2 separate regions of the Cricetulus griseus genome follow, and region 1 is linked to region 2. A link is a contact called in public Hi-C data. All regions are on one chromosome and are shown on one strand. Each heading gives the region's core, a stretch centred on a gene start, on an enhancer-like site or on the middle of the called end of the contact. The rest is flanking DNA. Distances are from core to core; before and after follow the strand shown. Region 1 has its middle 91 kb from the start of Smad3. Region 2 overlaps Iqch (IQ domain-containing protein H).

The links. A called contact is a pair of places that touch in the nucleus more often than the background predicts.
Region 1: a Hi-C map of fibroblasts shows a contact between it and region 2, with 2.6 times the contacts expected there. The contact joins two enhancer-like sites. A contact is called at or near these places in 3 of 8 Hi-C or Micro-C datasets (the CHO-K1 cell line, fibroblasts and liver).

What each region holds. Positions count from the first base shown.
Region 1 is chr4:175,372,276-175,377,546 of CriGri-PICRH-1.0, reverse strand. No RefSeq gene overlaps it. Among named protein-coding and RNA genes, the nearest start is that of Smad3, 91 kb to the right of the region's middle. Within about 2 kb of position 1,731, at least 2 of the 6 cell types and tissues checked have open chromatin away from gene starts, as enhancers often do.
Region 2 is chr4:175,079,531-175,085,119 of CriGri-PICRH-1.0, reverse strand. It overlaps Iqch (IQ domain-containing protein H), which reads left to right. Exons shown (of 22, transcript XM_027414782.2): 5 at 2,333-2,449. Among named protein-coding and RNA genes, the nearest start is that of Iqch, 37 kb to the left of the region's middle. Within about 2 kb of position 1,964, at least 1 of the 6 cell types and tissues checked has open chromatin away from gene starts, as enhancers often do.

The DNA.
Region 1 (5,271 bases), core at 482-2,981, 290 kb before region 2:
ACAGTTAAAACATTATATTCTGGGGGCTGGAGAGCTGCTTCAGTGGTTAAGAGCACTTGGTGCTCTTGCAAAGGACCCAGGTTCAGTTCCCAGCACCCACATCAGGCAGCTTACAACCATCTGTAACTCCAGTTCCAGGGGATCTAATGCTATCTCTGGCCTCTGTGGGTTTCTGTACACATGTGGTGCACATAAACTCAAGCAGGCAAATATAATACACAGAAAAATAATACCCAAAGCTTTATAAACATTTAAAGATACATTTCTATAAGAACAAAGATTTTTGCACATACAGTAAAAACCCCACAGTTCAAAACATTGAAGAGCCTTACATCTGCCCCCAGGTGTTTCTGGGACTGTTTTTTGGTATCATGTGGTTGACATGACAGCACACATGTTAGGGAGGACACACAGTGTGTGACCAGAACTAAGGGTTCAGAGGAGTCATAGCATGTAACATAGGTGAGTCCTCCTAGAGATACCTCATGTTCATTCATCACACTTGGTTTTTTGTGGGTTTCTTTGTTTGTTTGTTTTGTTTGTTTGTTTTTTGAGACAGGGTTTCTCTGTGTAACAGCCCTGGCTGTCCTGGAATTCACTTTGTAGACCAGGCTGGCCTTGAATTCACAGAGATCAACCTGCCTCTGCCTCCCAAGTGCTAGGATTAAAGGCATGTGCCAACACTGCCCGGCTCATACGGGTTTTTAATTCATTTGTGGGCATGGTGTATTTGGAAACATCTTACCATTGTCCAAGTTTTCACCACCTTACATGCAGTCATGTGACACTCGATTTGAGAAGCTGAGCTCCGTGCAGCCCAGTGCTGTCTCAGTTGCCAGTCATCAACTATTCTCACTGGTCCTAGGGCCACATTTTCAGAGAGTCCAGCTTGAGTGGCGGTGGGTGGCTTCCTTCTGTTATGACACTGACATGTGACTTCATGTCTCAGAGGAGCCAGTGTCTCCTTTGTTTGGGTGATCCAGAAGGGTGGTGTGCCAGTGTTCTGCAGGTCAGTCCTGTTCCCAGCTACCAGTGTCAAGCAGGGTTGGAGGGCCTAGGTCTGTTTCCTCACAGGAGCCTGCCTTTGTCCCAGCTCCCTGCTTTGGCCTCTGTGCCTGCTGGAAACTCCCCAGTGCTGTTCACAGCCTCACCTTCAGAGCTCATGACCCTGCCTCTGCCCAGGCTATCCTAGCACAAGGTGTGGGCACAGGCATGTGTACTGGAGTTCCTGCTAAATCAGGACACCACTTGAGAGCAAGGCCTGGGGGACATTACTATATCTGAGCCTTAGCTCCCCCTCTAGATAGGAGAGCCTACACCATAGGGTCTTCAAGGTGGAGGTGGAAGAGAATTTGTGGGAATTTGAACACTATGAGGGCGGGGACTCTGCCCTGGCCAGGCCTTAGTAATTCTTTTTTTATTTTTACTAATTTATTTTTGGGTTTTTGAGACAGAGTCTCCCCTTGTAGTTCAGGCTTCAAACTCGCCTCAGCCTCCAGAAGGCTGGGGTCACAGGTGTCACTACCATACCTGGTAGAAGATTTTAGACTCTTTCAGTTGTTCATAGAGCAGACCTTAGTCACATCAGCTTAAGGGCAGGGGACGAGCTTTCTGGGAACACTGCAAACGTGTGCACACAACCCATGACAAATACGAAAGTTGTATTTCAGTGAGGGCCACAGAGAGACAACTGCTCAAAATGTGGTAAGTGCTGTGTTAGTCATTACAGAAAGTTCCAGAAGCACTGAGTCATAGTTCTTCACTCTCAAATGTAAGCTGACCCAGAAACCCCTCCTCCTACCCACCTCAAGGCTTTTACAAGGGCCAGTTTCCATGGCATTCTTTGTTCCACCTCTTGGTCCTACGAACATTTGACTCTGCCATCCCCTGCATCCATGCTGACCCTTCCTCTGCTGATGACAGACACAGGGCCTGGGCTTGCTCCTCTCTCTGTCCTTGCTGGGATAGGGGTGCTGCTGGGCTTCCCCACTCTGCAGGCCATGTCCAAGGCTGTCCACCAAGACCCTAGCCTCGCCTCTGCCCCATCAAGGTCCTGCCTACCCAGGGGACAGACACAGAGTGGAACCCCAGAAATCCTGACCCTCCCATTCCCCCACAGCAGTGTAATGAGACATCTTCCAGGACCCTCAAGCTTCCATCCCTCCCGCTCTCCTCTTCACTGGGAAAATAATCCACCCAACAAACCAAACCCGGGGCCCAGACTCATGTATGAGGGCTGCTGTGCCTAGCCACTGCTACACCTCATTCTGGAACTCAGCAAGGACAGGGTGATGCTTTCTCTTTCCTTATCACAAAACCAATACCCAGGCCAGGGATGCGGCTCAGGTGATAGAACGTTTGCTCAGCGTGCACAAAGCCCAAAGTTCCATCCCTATCAGCATCTGAATCAGTGTGGTGATGCATGCCCTCAATTCTAGTACTCAGAACGTGGACGCAGGAGGATCAAGAAGTTCAGGGTCATCCTTGACTACATAGTGAATTTTGAGGCCAGCCAGGGATACATGAGACCCTGTGTCCACAAAATAAAACAAAGACAAAACAACAGCAACAAAAAACCCTTGACATTAAATATCTTGATAGTTCACCTGTGCCCTCCTCAGGGTCCCGAGGCCCACATCTGCCTCACTTCCTAAATTTTGGAACATCTCTGCTGGCCAGCCACCCTACCTCTGGCTGCTCACTGAGAACACAGTTCCCATCCTACTCCTCACGTCAGACTTCTCTTTCTGATGTGTTCTTTGTGACTTGATGGAGGTAACACTCAAATGAACTGCTACTCACTTCACTGACAAGGGCTCAGAATTGTTGAGAACCTTCCTTCCAAGGCCCTGTAGGAAGTGAGTGCAAGTGACCATGTGACTTAACGTCCCCGGAAAGGTCTGCTCTTGGCCAGTGACCAAATGGTTCAGCACCCAAATTCAGACACTTGTGAGTGAGAAGAAGGCTCATTCTAGTGGCTGGGCAGCAGGTGTGAACCAGGCTTCCCCTGGCAGTCGGGGCCTTGTGGCTGCAGACCGTGTTCTGCTCTCTCTCTCTCTCTTTCTCTCTCTCTCTCTCTCTTTCTCTCTCTCATTAGTTCCTATAGAAGGGAGGGCATTTTTCACGGTTTCCAGTGTAGTACACATGGAGGTTTAGAGTTGAGGGATGTTGTACTCATGTCCAGGCAGAGGGCCAGGAGCAGTCTTGTTGTCCAGCCTGCCCTGTCCTCTCTAGTTCAGGCACCTCTCACTAGTTTGTAGGTTACTACAGATAGTGGGCCTGTCCTCTGGGTGTCCTCAGCACTTCTGCAGCTTTGAAGAAGATGCAAGTATTATGATCCAGGTGGGAAGAAAGCCAATATGGAGGCAGGGGGATGATTGAGGTGACCTCTGAGGATTCTTCATTGCATGGTCCAGGAGAAATCACCCAAGTCCTAGATCCACCTGGTGTCAAGTGCTGCACTGTGCCATGATCACCACAAGAGGGCGCGCACACACCGACAAAGACAAATGTTTCATTTTTGGTGAGCTAGCGCCAGCATCTCACCTGTAGGTTGACTGTTTACTTTTTTTTTTTTTTTTTTTTTTTTGATTCTGAAATAATGTCACTTACGTAGAAAAGTTGTGAATGTTGTAGTTATGACCCTTAACCATTCCACAGAAGCTGCTGGAATGCTGCCCAAGTCCACCAGTCTTCAGGTGTGTTTCCTGCACACAGGGACATCTAAGTCATGACAGCTGTCACCATCATCAGTGCCACCTGGGCTGACACCCCACCCTCGGTGGCCAGGTTCACTCAATGGCCTCTTCTAGCAGTGGTGTCACCTAGCTATCCATTCCATCAAGTCTTCTGTAGCCAGACCAGCACCACTGTTGGAGGTGACATTGAGTCAGGGTCATTAGAGGTTTCTCCTGGCTAGATATAGCCTCCTTGCTGGAAGAGCCCCACCCCCAGGTGCCTAGATGGGGGATGCTACCAGATGATCTGTCCCTGTGATGCTTATGTGGTCATTTGAATGTAATGGTGTTTGCTGGGTTTTCCCGCCACTCTCTGGAACCGATATCTTTGTAAGTGACTGGCACCATCCGTGCCCAGTGACATTCAGTCTGCACTTTTTCTTTCTTTCTCCTCCTCCTCCTCTTCTTGTTCCTCCTTCTCTTTCTTCTTTACTTCTTCCTCCTCTTCCTCTTCCTCCTCTTCCTCTTCCTCCTCTTCTTATTCTTTGAGACAGAGTTTCCCTATGTGGCCCTGGCTGTCTTAAAACTACCTCTATAGGTCAGGCTGGCCTCAAACTCACAGAGATCCACCTGTCTCTGCCTTCTGAGTGCTGGGATTAAAGGTGTGAGCCACTGACGCCCGGCTCCATCTGTGAGATTTTTTAATGAATGGTTAATGGCAGGTGTCACACAGGTCCTCCTTGACTGGACCTTTGAAGAAAAGACAATCTGCTTGTCCTAATTTCCTTTCCCATTGCTATGATCAAACAATACCCTGATGAAAAGATCCCAGGGGAGAAAAGGCTTATTTGGCTCCTGATTCTGGGTTCCACCCATTAATGTGGGGAAACTGAGGTGGGAAGAACTTGAAGCAGCTTGTCACATCACATCCACTCCAGAGAGTCTCAGCTTCCTTTCTCCACTCTCATATAATCCAAGATCAAAGCCGAGGGAATGGCGCTGCCCACAGTGGGCTGGATCTTTCCATCTTGATTAGCAAAAGCAAGGCAGTCCCCTCAGACCCGCCCATAAGCCAGTTGACCTAGACAGCCCCTCACTGAGACTCTCTCTCCAGATGATTGCACACTGCGTCCGGTTGACAGTTAAAACTGTCAATCACATTGTCCATTGTGGGTGTACTGGGTTTCTTCCAGATGTCCAGCCAGAGTCTCATAGCCCAGTTAGGGATTGTGGGTGTCAGTTAAGGTGGTGTGTCCCAGGGTTGGGATGCATGGGATGACATGCAATTGATGTTCCTGTTGGAGCCTCAGGGTTCCCCAAAGAAACAGTGAACACACACACACACGCAATACCTGCATTGACTGGGAGGACACAAGAAATGACAGTATGAAGTGATAGTGTGTGAAGGTATGATATGGGGTGTTTAACCCTGCTGTGAGAAAAGCCGAAAGCCAATCCAGTTGTCAGTAAACTTTCCCCTCAGTTCAAAGTGTAGTAGGTGGAACTGCAAGGTATAGATGACCTCTGCAGGGACCTCTGCAGTGACCCAGAGAGGAACCAGAACCTGCCCAGTGTGAGGAGTGGCCACCTGCCA
Region 2 (5,589 bases), core at 715-3,214:
AAATTTATGATCAACAACTCTTTGATTTGTATGTAGTCTGTATGCCTAAAACAGAGATTTTTTATTTTTATTTTATTTTTAAATTTTTAATTTATTTTATTTTATTATTCTTGAGACAAGTTTTCATGTATCCAAGGCTGGCCTTGAATTTTTAATCTTCCTGCCTCCACCTCCCAAATGTTAGGATTGTAGGCATGTGTTACCATGCCCAGAATCCAATATTTTTCAAATCATGCAGGCTGTGTATTACATTTTGATAAACTTATGCTTTAGCGCCAATGTGGTGAAGATGAGACTATTAATAATTTTAGGGTCATCGTTCTAGGAGCCCACAATAAGAGTCATATTCCAACCTCCCATTTCTGTTTGCCTGGTGATTTAGTTCCAGATATATTGTGCCCCAGACATGTAAAATAGGGCAGAAAAGAACTGGGTCTTACTGCTGGAGCTCACAGCAACCCTGGGCACCTCTTCCCCAAGCCAGCCCTGGACCACTCAAAGTTGATGGAGCATAATAAAACTAAGAAAGCCTGTCTGGTCCACTGAGCCAGGGATCCCAGAATTAAAAGTTCTAACGAAGCTGAGACATGATAGATGAAGCCATTACCATCAATTGTATCCACCATCCACATTCTTAAAGCATCCTAATTACAGAAACCACAACTAGTCGATATAATACATATTAGCAATTTCCTGATCCTTGGTAGGATGGAAATTATCCTGAAAGTTTAATTAAGGAGGAAAAAAATTATGTTCAGGTATTAATTTCACTTTTACAAAAGGCACTCAGCTCTCTGCAAAAATGCCGGAGGAGTGCTGTGAGTGTGGGCTAGCCACAGAAGGAAAGCCATCTGTGACTGGGCTCCATGTTACTTCTGTTACCACGTGTACTTAAAGGAGAAAGTCACAAGACATGCCTGGTTTATGACATGTGTTTCCAGATGGGTTAAATACAGAGGGCAGTTGAGGAGTTTTTTGGAGATTTGGTTATTCGAGAGCAATTAAAAACAGAGGGACTCGTGGAGTGCATGTTAGGAATAGCCTCATCCTTACTAGATCGGTCCCTTTGTCCTTTTTGTAGCCTTCCTCTCCACACTGACTTCAGTGTTTTTATGAATGCTTAAGTTGGAAGAAATACGTGGACTCTGGAGCTTTCTGTTGTGTCACTGCAGCCACTTGCTCCCAATCATCCTCTGAACTAAAATATTTGATTGAACCCAAATCAAATTTTCTAGTTGTTCTCAGTTCCTCCAAGTTACTTTAAAAGTAAACAAAGTCCAGATACTGTGCTTTTATTTGTACAAAATGCCAAGAATAGAGTTAGTTATGAGTAGAGACAGAAAGTGTCCTAGTGGCTGCTGGGATAGGGGGAAGTAGGACTAGGGAGTGATTGCTAATAGATGTAAGGTCTCATTTGGGGGAAATAAAAATGTTCTGGAACTAGATAGCACTGAGCTGGCTTAGCTTTGTGAACAAAACCACAGGTCTGTAAAATGTATTGTGGGACAAAAGGCATACAACATCTCACAAGTGATCCAAAGTGCCAACTGTCATTTTAACCTGAAGTCATAGACTATAGGTGCTCAGGGCAGTGCCTCATGAGAGCATCACACCCAGCTACTGCCCTTGACAAGCAACTAGGTTGACTTGCAGAGAAGTGAGGTGACTTTTCTGAGTCCCACCCAGCAGTCCAGGCTAGGGTGGTCATCTAGGTCTTGTGACATCCTTTCAATGCCCTCCACCATCATCATTCTGATAGGAATCCTTTAAAATGAAGAACAGGTCATTGGAACAAGATGCTTTTTGGTTTCTTTTCCTGATGAAAGTGCTAATTACTGGTGGCAAAATCTCTGCAGAGACATAAACATTTGGTGTGGTAAAAGTTTATCATGTCCAAACCAACAGCTACCTTGTAATGTCCCTAGAGGAATATGGCCACATTAACAGACCAAGAGAGCCCTCTACCTGCCTGTCTGGAGTATAGATTTTATTCACTAAGTCTTTGACCTGGAAAGCCAGAAATAAATTGAGATGAGAGATTCTTGCTTGTCCTTTGTCCATCCTGGTTGACATGGAGCATTATTTTTTGAGTAAGTTAATGGTGTCTGAGGATATATTAGTGCACAAACAGAACACACAGAGGAAAATCTTCCTTTTCTCTGAATAAAAGGGATTGATTTGCAGCTTACATAAAAGATCCATTTTTTCCCCCAGTGAGAATTGCATTGAACTCCTTATTTTTCAAAAGTTTTATTTTCCTCCAGGGATATAAAATGTTAGTAAGCATTTTTGTTCATTTTACATTAAAAGTTTCATTGTTTCTTTGTTCCAGCCAATGACAGAGTTGAATGTAAAGATCATGCAGGATCCGGAGAACACGCACCACAGAGCTGCTATGAAAGAGAACTACGGTGTCAGTTTGCCATATATTAATCAGAGAAAAGCACATGTAAGTAATGAGCTGCTCCTGCCAACTCCTAATCCTAAAAAGGGTTCCAAGCCACTTACTAATGGTGTAAGATAGAATGCAGGTTTATAAGTTAGGACTGATTCTTTTGTCCTTGGGATTTTTTTAAAAAGCGAAGTGGCTTTCATTCTGTCTGTAATTAGTAATGATTATGAAAGATGTAGACTTATTTTAAAAGATCTCTTTGTAGCTCATTCTGATTTTTCGTTGTGATTGATAACTCTTTGAATGAACTAGTGGCATAATTTAACAGGGAGGGGGAAAAGTTGACAGCAAAAAAAAAATTAGTAGAGGAATTTAGGATAGTTTGCATAGTAGGCTTACCACTAGAAAAAAAAAAAAAAAAAAAGGGAAACCACCCCACAGCATCCTCCTTCCCAGTGGCACACCCTCGTGTAACATAGCAACGCATAAGCAAGAATTCCCAACCCAAAGCCAGTGCGGCAGCATCTCCTACTGCAGCAAAGTGCTGGAGGCAAAGCCCTCACATGCAGTCTGACAGCCTGCATCCCCATTGCTGCTAGCTTGGGGCTGAGGTGCTGGGGGGGGGGTGCGGGGGAGGACTGGCCTCTTCCTGTGCTGTGGATTTCCTGGGAATGGTGCTCTGTTCTAACTAGTAAACTATTTGACATAATCTCTAATACTAAAAGCTATTCCTAAGGTGAAATCTATGTAGTTTGAAAATACATTTATAACTGTTGGCTCCTTTCAGTGCTCTTAAATGTGTATTTTAGTGAAATTAGAAGGAAGGACAAGATTAATTTTAGGATTAAATTTGTCAAACTGTTTCTAACTTGCTTATTTATCCCAGACTAACTCATCCAAGTTTCCTCTGTTTTTCAACTACCTAGGTCATCCTCAGCACTCAGTCACTCCCGGCCTCTGAATTTGCTTTATATTATCCTTACAGGTTTGGATTAAGAGCACTTTATCCTAGAAATACTTTCTAGTCTAAGAAATAAGCACAAAGTTAGATATTTTTATTCCTGTTGGAACTTTATTTAAAACGTCAGTGTGAATAATGTGAAGAGGTTTTTGTCTGCTTCCCAGGAGCCCCAAAGCCCTTGAAGTAAAAATATTACTTCTCTGGCTGTACAGACAGCAGCAGATTTCTCTTTTGTTGTTGTTGGTTTTCCTCCTCGGCCTAGAATTAATATTGGCTTAGCTGGTGGAGTGCTGCGGCTTTGCAGCCTGGGGCAACTGCTGCATGGCACACAAACTTTCTGATGAGGACAGAAGTTTCTAGAAGTCTACTGAGAGACATGGGGGATTGTGCTTTGTTTTGTGACTCCAAGATTCAGACTTAAATAAGGTATTTAAGGAATAAGAGTTACATCCTAACTTTAGGATGTACTCTTAGCTGTTTGTTATATTTTTAATAATTTAATAGAATGAGTGGGTATTGTTCCTGTGACATTGGAGCAATGACTGTTTGAGAAAGCATGTTACACACTGCCCTGTGTAACATGTTAATAACATATATTCATTTATGATATTAAAGATCCTTTTCATGAAACTGACCCCATGAAAATCAGTATCAAGCCATTTTAAAATGGGACATTTATTATATAGATTTTGATCAAACTATTGGCATTTCTGTCCAAATAGTTGACCCTATCATTTTATGTTGGTCTAGATATCAGGTGCTATAGAGAGACAGTTTTGTTTAGATTTATGAAATGGAGGCATTGCTCAGAAAGCTCTTTGAGGGAAATACTCAGTTATCTGGTTTTAAACAGCAATGTAGTACATCTAGAGGTAAAATACAGCTGGAATTCACCTCTTGTTATTTTTTTTAAATGTTTTTAAAAGCACCTAGCCAAACTGTGGCCATCATTTAACTAGAGGAGCAGCAGCAAGGCAGTTTTTTCGGAGCACCTCTTCACACTGAGGGTGGGGAGGCTGCCTGGCTGCCGAGGGTCATGCGGTGCCTTATGTCTGTGCAACTTGCACAGCTTGTCAAAAGCCTGCAAATAATTCAGGCATTTTTGACAAGCAAATATGAACACATAATCAGTTTGTGTTGTTAGGTCCTGGAAGCTGGTGTTATTTCCCATTCGATGAGGAAGTGTTTCTTTCCTCACCCTAAGGACCCAATGGAAGATCTGGGTGCATTAAACACACACGTATGCACGCACACACACATGTACACAGGTGACACCATACAATCATATCACAGAACTTGCCTTTAAAATATTTTCTGTGACTCTTTTTACATAAAATCAATTTATAAACAAAGCACTAAACACAAAACCACTAATGATTTTAGGATCTTAAATGCACTAAATAAAAGCGGAACAACCCTATCCCATGTGTTTGTTGGGTTCTCCCTGGGAGGAGGGAGGAAGGTGGAAATGCGGGGAGGTGGAGAGGCGAGCCCTGGCACTGCTCTTGCCCGCTCACGGCATCTTGTTCCCATCAGGCCTTACAGTGCGATGCACTGTAAGATCTTGAAAATTTGACTATGATTTATATTTTTCAAATAAAAAGGGTTTCTTAAAAGGCTTGAAACATGTAACTGTTAACATGAATTTTAAAAGAACGATTATGAATGCATAACAAAATAGCCAAACAAAACATCTCTGTGAATTGCTGCACAAATAACTCTGATTACAACTGTTATGACCTAGAAAAGAATCATAAAAACATTTTTCTTGTTGGCAAGCTATGAGTTGCTGGAGAATTATACCAGTTCTTTGGTCCCACTTTCCAAATAAATAAATATATAATGCTATGTAAACTTAGAACCTTTTATTTATTCATGAGGTTGGATTTAATGCTGTGATGACTTCCCAGCTTTATGACTTGTACGTTATACAGTGCTTTTCACTAACTTGGTTGGGTAGCAACCACACTTCACAAATCATAGCTTCATTCTTTACTGTTTCACTCGGGGTGTGCAGAGCAATCTCTCCCACTGAAAGCACAATCATTTCTGAGATGATAAAGTAATGGAAAGTGAGGCAATTGTGTTAATGTCAAATGATTAGAAGTACCACAATCAGGGGTGGGGTGATTTCAAAACATGATTGTGTTTTAAGCCCATGCATATGGCCACAATTACAGTCACAACATAATTTGGCAACGGTAGCAGAATTAGATTTAAACAAATTGATGTTACA